Linked DNA regions of Hordeum vulgare: region 1 is linked to region 2. A link is a contact called in public Hi-C data. All regions are on one chromosome and are shown on one strand. The core of a region is the stretch at or near the end of the contact, and the rest is flanking DNA. Distances in the headings are between cores, read along the strand shown. Region 1 has its middle 150 kb from the start of LOC123410214. Region 2 has its middle 110 kb from the start of LOC123409943.

Region 1 (3,901 bases), core at 995-3,494, 110 kb before region 2:
GAGTTAGACCAGCAAAATCATTAAGACGTAATACAAGCAAGGTAATGGCCGGCGCAGGCTGCTGGTCAAACGCAAGCAAGAAAAAGGCAAGGCACTCACCGAAGAAAGCCTCGTCGACCTCGTGGAAGATCTTGAGCGCGCCGGCCGCCTCTCGCTCCACCTTCATCTTGGCCGCCTCCGCCTTACAGACTTCTTCTTCGAGCCCAGCCACCTCGGCACGGAGGGTCTCCACCTCCTACCCGCTCACACCCAACACCCTTGATGCATCCTCCTTCGTTGGTGCCTCCTTCTGGAGTGCCCCAGTGAGCCGCTCCAACTTCGTCGTGTGGGCGGCCTTCAGCCACTCCGTCGCCGCCCACTCGGCCTCATGCTCCTTCCTTAGCAGATCACGATCGTCGGCGACCTCGTCACGCTTCCCTCGGACGTCCGCAAGCGTGTAGTGCATCTCCGCGGCCTCGGCCTCGGGGATGTGCCCCCCCCCCTCTGCATCAAGGAAACCGGTTAGTAGCCGACACGACAAGATTATCACAGAAAATGCAAGTAAAATTGGCCCGGCTACCACGCGGCCGCGCAACTGACCCAAATCTCGGGGACTACACCGAGTGGGTGCGTTGGCGTGCACTCATGATTTTGAAGACATACAAACACAAGAGAAGATTTGGCCCGGCTACCGCGTAGCTGCGCAACTGGCCCGAATATCGAGTACTACACCGAGTGGATGCGCTGGCGCGCACCCATCACCCGAAAACGTACCTCGGGCTTTCTGCAGATCGACCGTGCGGGCCTCAAGCTCCTTCCTCGTTTTGAAGTAAGTGTTCTTGCTAAAACGACACAACACAACAACCTGTTTGAAAAGCGCATCGTGCTTCATGGTGTCAGCCTGCGAAGGAATCAATGGAGAAGTTAGGAAGATTAAAGGAAGATTTAGCCCGGCTAGCACACGGCCGCGCATCCGGCTTGAATCTCGTGGACTACACTCAATGTGTGCACTGGCGTGCCCCCGCTGGACAGCAAAGAAGAGAAAATTTTGCAACGCGTACTTGGACGGCCCACTCCACCATCTGGAAGTTGCTCACCGTCGAATGGGCGAAGGAGGCCATTCCCTGATGATACCGCGCCATGATCTCTGCGACGCTGGCTGGCACGAGAGCTTGCTCCAACCGAAACAGTCGCCCCAGCCATTCCTCGAGCATGATTCAGCCTCACCCAATCCTCTAGCACGGCTACAACGACTGGCCCGTACGGCTCGTCCCACTGCCGGACGCCTCCGACGTGTCCGGACTTGGCCGCGTCGCCGAAACAACCAAGGCATGATCGTCGCCACCCCTCGCCCCAGGCTCAGGCCGGCGCGACGGCTTCGCCGCTGGGCTCAATAGCCCCTCCTCCTCCACCACTGCTAGCTCCGTAGGCTGCGGCACCTCCGTCTCCGGGGCTGGCTCCTGACCCTTCTCCATGCGGGCTGGAAAAGACTCCATGGCACGAGCCTAGGGGGCCTCCTGCATCGTGGCATCACATGCCACCTTGGTCGTGGGGTTGCTCTAGGCGACCGCTGCGGTCGCCGCCTTGGCCAACCGAAGACGGGAGACGTGTTCCTTCTTGAGCCGCGTTGTCATGGAATGCTTTACGACCAACTTCGCAACCACCTCGCCCACTGGGCCAGACTGGGCTACTGGCGGAAGATCGATGGTCTTGCTGACACAGAGAAGAAAAATAAAGGAGCACGAGCTCAAACACTGCAAACCAGAAATGAAAAGAAAAGAGCATGAGCTCAAATACCAAAAACCCTTACCCAGACACGAGGAGGAGTGGACGCCCGCTGCGCCTCGACACCCTCTACACCAGTAGTCGGGTGCCTGGTGGCAGTGCGGCCGACCACGTCTTCTTGGCGTCCGGGTAGATTGATTGCCCCTCGATCGGCCACTTGTCCCTCCATTGTTCCTCCGTCGTGTATTGACGGGCCGACTGACCCGCTGCCGGCTAGTGCCCAGCCAGAAGTTCCTTGCTCCGTCCTCGCCGGTGTCATTGGGGCAGGGCATCGCTGGGGCGGCTCTGCTATGACAGGTGGCACATCCACAATACGCACGTCATCATCGTCGTCATCTAGCAAGTCCTTCAAGATCACATGGGGGCGAGACTCACCGGCTGGCCCAAACCCGCCAACCGTGGTGCCAGCCAGTGCCTCCCCCACATCCTCCTCCTCCGCCTTTGGCACTTACGAGCCCCTGGAGGCGTCGGCGTTGTCTCCATCCATCTCGTAATCGATGCATCCGGAGTCCCTGCAGGCGACCACTTGATTATGCAGGTTTGGGCCATTCGACATTAGTTGCGGGCTAAAAAGCTGAAACGGGCGGGCGACCGCACATGACTCATCGTGTTAAAAATTAAAGCAAGGCAAAAGTGTCAGAACTTACCCCCGACATGGGAAAGTTGTGGCAGAACGGCTCCTTGCCGAACCACCAGTCATCCACCCGCAGCTTGAAGCCAGTGATGGCGTTGACCTGGGCAGATATCTTTGCTGACACCAGGTCGATAGTTGACAGCATGCATGGGTCCTTCCGGAAGCCCATGTCGCAAATACGATGCAGTCGCTCCTGCAGTGACATCACACAACAGGAGATGAAGGCTATTACCATATTTCGGGCATCATCCCCTCCAAGGCCTTGAGTTGCTAGAGACGGCTCAGGATCCCAATGATTTCCTTGGTGCATGTCTCGAGGATCGAGTTGGAGCCGGCCGGCGGCACATCGATGAACAGTGGGAGGTTGACCCAGTCATGCCCCTCCCCGACGCTCCACACATAGAAGAATGTACGCTGCCACTTCTTGAAGGATTCAATAAACTTCATGCGTGGGAAGAACACGTTCTGCCAGGCATACAACACCACACCCTTGGAGGCGTACGACACGTACTTGTTCTTTTGGGCATGAAAATGGAAGAAGGTATGGAAGAGAGAGGGCAAAGGCCAGAAGCCGAAGTACCCCACGCACAATGTTGCATAGTTGGCGAGGTACAAGATCGAGTTTGTCCCAAGATGGGTGATTTGGAGGCTGTAGAACTCCAGGAACCACCGCACGAAGCAGTTGGCGGACAGTCCGAAGTCGAGGTTAAAATGCATACCGAACACCACCCGTTCGCCGGCGCGCGGCGCTGATAATCCCTAAGTGCAAGGAATCATCGTAGCAATTTTCAAAGATGGAAGTGATAAGTATGGAGTGTCGAACCACAAGGAGCTAAAGGTAAAGAGCAATATTCTCTCAAATCCCGTCTGCCACTGATACAACTCTACATACGCCGAACTTTTGCTTCCAACTAGGAACAAGAAATAAAACTACGTTGTGGGTATGAAGAAAATAGCTTTCCATGACATCGGAGAACTAAAATAGAAAATAGGTGTTGTTATCATAAAGTTGGAATATATTACAATATATTACAAATAGCGAGTGTGGAATAATGTGGGCCGGTGTGCGGAATTGTCCTACGCAATTGTTAACAAGATCAGTAATCATTATTGCTATTTTATATGAGGGAGAGGCATAAGCTAACTTAATTTATCTACTTGGATCATATGCACTTATGATTGGAACTCTAGCAAGCATCTGCAACTACTAAAGATCATTAAGGTAAAACCCAACCATAGCATTAAAGCATCAAATCCCCTTTATCCCATACGCATCAACCCACCTACTCAGGTTTATGCTTCTGTCACTCAAGCAAACCACTATAAGTGAATGAATGTATTGCAACACCCTACAGTGGGAATCACTCACGCTTGCGTGACACGGAGAGCACCATAGGATATCACCAATAATAGAGCATGCAACTCAAACCAATCTAGATCATCAATCAACCCATAAGACAAAGGGAATCTACTCAAAACATCATAGGATGGCAATACATCATT
Region 2 (4,024 bases), core at 788-3,287:
CCCACCGTGTGGGCGTTCGCAATTTGCCCACACGGCTTCGTTATCACTCATTTTTCATGCCTTCGTTATCACTCATTTTCTCCACGTTAAATCAGATGACATCAGCAGGAATCTTTTTAGGTTTTTTTGGCTTAAAAATATTTTATCTTCTAATTAAAAATCCGTCTCGACGAGATCTTCAAAACTAGATCTCATGTTGATTGTTTCGGTGAAGTTTGTTTTGGCAGAGTTGTCATGATATTACACTATAGTTGCCATAGTGTTTCCACTAAAGTTGCCATCACATGTTCTATCTATTTTTTCTTCTAGATTTAACGCTATCGGTATATTTTTGAACTACTTTTTATAGAATTTTTTATTAATTGACCATGGCAATTCTTACTAATTAACCATGAAAAATTTAATGCGTGATCATGTAATTCTTTACTGGTCCATCAAAATTTACTTTCAAAAGGTAGAAGAAAAAATACCTGAAACATATCATAGCAACTTCGTGTAAACACTATGGCAAATCATGTGCAATAGACATGGCAACTTTTACCCCAAAAAAGTCGTCGAATGATATTGATATGAAATCTAGTTTCGAAGATCTCGTCGCGATGGATTTAATGGTGAAAACAGATCTTCAATTGGATTTTTCATTTAAGAGATAAAACATTTTAAAAACTGGAAATCAGAAAAGATCCCTACATACATGCATGCGGTGAGCTGTCACAATCTATATGTTATAGACGTGTGAGCGGATGTTGCTCCCACCGCACGTGTGGGCTGAGGCTGTAGGTGGAAGTGGATTTAAATGAAACTAAACTATCCCACCCACTTAAATTGCTTTAGTGGATCCCACCTGCTCCCACTGCCGTCAACGATCGATGGTCGTCGCCACTGCTGCACCCTTCTCTTCCTCTTCCCTGTGACCACCTCCAGCTCCACCACGTTGGACACCTGCGGGCCGTAGCGAAAGGACTGCCCAGTCACGTCGTCATTGTAGAGCGTGTCGCCGACGGTGGAGCCGTGAGCCGGAGGTAGTCCCTTCAGGAGGCGGGGGCGAGGTCGTGGTTCGAGACGGCCTAGTGGCGGACCTCCTCCCAGAGCGCACTGCCGGGGACGCCGGGCGAGGCCGCCCCACCAAGACGACACGAGCTTCATCTGCTGGCACCGGGAGGCCGCGCTGGCGCGCATGTCAAGGACAAGGCCGCCGTCGGACATGGCCTGCCTGGCCACCAAGTGGTCGTTGCCGTGGGCGGCCATGGTCAGGTGTGTCGTGTGCACGATAGCGTGCATGGCGCTGGTCACATCGCGGCGCTCGCCAGCCGGACACCGGTCACAGGGCGGGCGCTCGCAAGGCCGCCGAAGTCCCTCACCACCGCGCACTCGGCCGCGCCGGCGGCCACCAGTGTGAGCTCGAGAGTGTCCCGTTCTGTGGCGGCGGCAACGCGTCCATGTACGCGAGCATCATCTTGGGCAAGCAAGCACTTCTCCTCTCGCTACGGTGCGGTGTTAGTGATGTACTCTATCCGTTCCTAAATATAAGTCTTTTAATCCATTCTACTAAAGGTCCATTCTAAATTATGTCTATATACATCCGTATGTAGTTTATTAGTGAAACCTTAAAAAGACTTATATTTAGGAACGGGAGTATGTAGTAGTATATTTTAGGTGGGAAATGAGTGATGCCTATATAATCTAGGCAACTTTTTATGGAATGTCTAATTATTTCCACTAAACGTAGTGGGACCGAATGGGTTAGAGATGGAATGCCGATGTATAGTCCCATCAACAGTTTGATTGTGGGCGTTATCGCGATCCAATATAAAAGTATGTAAACTTCCAATGCAACGCCAAGCATATGGATTAGTAGCAAATTCATGCTTGCACACCAACATTAACAAAAGGTCGCAAATTGCATCCATACATACGGTGTACTACCAACGACAGGATATAAAAATGGGAATCTGATGAGGACGTCCTGGATAGACTTGACTGCCGTGTATTTTGCTACATCACCCCATGTACGAACAGTCCTGGTCGCTCTCATACTAGTGCAACACTACAACAACAGAGGTATGTCCAATCATCGTGAGGAATAAAAGAGCGTACTGCAGGCAGCAAAAAGGATTGTTGATCGGGTTGTTGGCACGTCACCCTCAGTGCGAACCTCCCAGGGAAAAGGAGGAGGCCGATTCAAATACTCCACTACACAAGTGCGTGCTCGCTTTCCCACATGGCCAGTCAGTCTACCGTGAGATGTTGGAAGCCCCTCCACGTGGATGGATGGCCTCTCATTCTACACAGGAAGCCTGGCAAGTGAAGCAAACTTGGACTTGTTCTCGCATTTTTTTAATAGGAATAAGATAGGGAAAAATGGTTGCCTCGCTCTCGACTGACAGCCTCCAGGTCTCCGGGACCTCAGCAGATCCTTGTGCATAAGGTGTACACGTTTCTTCAAGCATGACACCTGTATTTCGCCTAGGCTCAATCATCCTATCTTATAAGTTAAGGTTTGTCCTACACTCTCAAGAATAAACAGGATGTAGACCATTTCTTGCATTTCCAAATTAATTAAAGCGACTTCAATGGAACGATCCATTTCATCCGTCGTCGTCCGTTAGGGTCGCGCTGACAAAACGGATGGTCAAACACGCCGACCCGTTTTCAAAAACACGTCTCATCCGCGTCTCGCGCGACCCATTTTCGACCCAAATTTGGGACTGAAATGCGTCGGCGCGGACTCGAAGTGGACACGCGCGTCCTCTCGTGTCCGTCCCAACCACCGCGGTCAACATTATTTATGACTGCCGCCCACCTTGGGCGTCAGCGACCATGGTCGGCCTTTTTTAATTCGAGCGTGCGGTAGGTTCCGCCTCATCCGCTTCGAGAAGCCACCCGTCCCCATCTCGCCACCTCCTCGGCGACCAAACCCTAGCACCATGGTCGGCTCTTTCCCGCCCCAAGGGCAAGGCCCCGCTCTACCCCCGCGCCATCTCCCCGCCGGCGTGTTCCCGCAGGCCTCGCCACCGTGTGAGTGTCCCGGTGCACCAAGGCGGTGGCACTGGGAGCACCGGCGTGCCGCTGCCTTACCCCGACGTCACCCTGTCGCACCACTGGCATCTGGATCCGAGAGGATCCCGGTGTCGGCCGTGCCGCGATCGTGCGGGTGCACGCGGAGGAGGTGAGCCGTCGTCGGCTTCTGCTGACGCCGGAGCATCGGCGGAACCCTGCATGCGCAGCCGACCCCCTCAACTGGGGAGGTGTGGTTCGCGGTGGAGCAGGAGGAGCAGCGTCGTCATGGCGTGCGCGAAGTGCAGCTAGGAGACCCTCCGCCGCCCCCGCCTGTCATCACGGATGAGGACCAGGAGGGTAAGGCCTTCTACCAGGCAGCGCACACAGCTGTTCTCCATGACAGTGAGGAGAAGAGCCGTGCAGGGCCGACGAGGAGGCGGCGTACCAGCAGCAGCTTGCAGAGGCCATCGCGCTGTCGGTCGCCGGCCAGTGCGTCGTGCCACCTCCGTCGAAGCCCGAACCCACAGAGTCGCGGGAGGTCTACCACTGGAATGGTGTCGTCAGCAAGTTTGTCAGTGTGCCGCCCACCTGGCTGGGGCGCGACGCCATAGCAGGAGCAAGCCTACCTCAAACACTGGAGGACGGAGCACCTACGGGCGGAGCGCGCCGAAGGCCTTCGGCTGATGGAGCTGGAGAAGGAGGAGGAGGAGGAACGACGGGAGCTGGAGGAGGAGGAGCACGCTCGTGCTGATGCGCTGCCACCGTCACTAGCAGAGCCCGCGCCGGTGGGACAAATGACGGAGGCGCAGGCAGCTATGCTCTGGAACACGGCGTTCCCCCTCAGCCGGCCCTGCGCCTGGTCGACCTCATCGGCCCCCGACGACGCCTAGGGCTGCCGCGTAGTTTTAGTTTTTTATATTTAATTAGTGTAATGCAGACGCGTGTACTCTCGCCGGCCTTCGTGGCCGGCTTTTAATGTTTAATTATGCATGTTTAGTATTTTCTCAAATTCTTATATCTTTTT

The links. A called contact is a pair of places that touch in the nucleus more often than the background predicts.
Region 1: a contact with region 2 is called in a Hi-C map of leaf, with 3 times the contacts expected there. The contact joins two enhancer-like sites. A contact is called at or near these places in 2 of 6 Hi-C or Micro-C datasets (both in leaf).

Annotation. Positions count from the first base shown.
Region 1 is chr7H:488,139,719-488,143,619 of MorexV3_pseudomolecules_assembly, reverse strand. No RefSeq gene overlaps it. Among protein-coding and RNA genes, the nearest start is that of LOC123410214, 150 kb to the left of the region's middle. Within about 2 kb of position 2,244, at least 3 of the 3 cell types and tissues checked have open chromatin away from gene starts, as enhancers often do. A contact at or near this core is called in leaf, where this site is marked.
Region 2 is chr7H:488,027,259-488,031,282 of MorexV3_pseudomolecules_assembly, reverse strand. No RefSeq gene overlaps it. Among protein-coding and RNA genes, the nearest start is that of LOC123409943, 110 kb to the right of the region's middle. Within about 2 kb of position 2,037, at least 3 of the 3 cell types and tissues checked have open chromatin away from gene starts, as enhancers often do. A contact at or near this core is called in leaf, where this site is marked.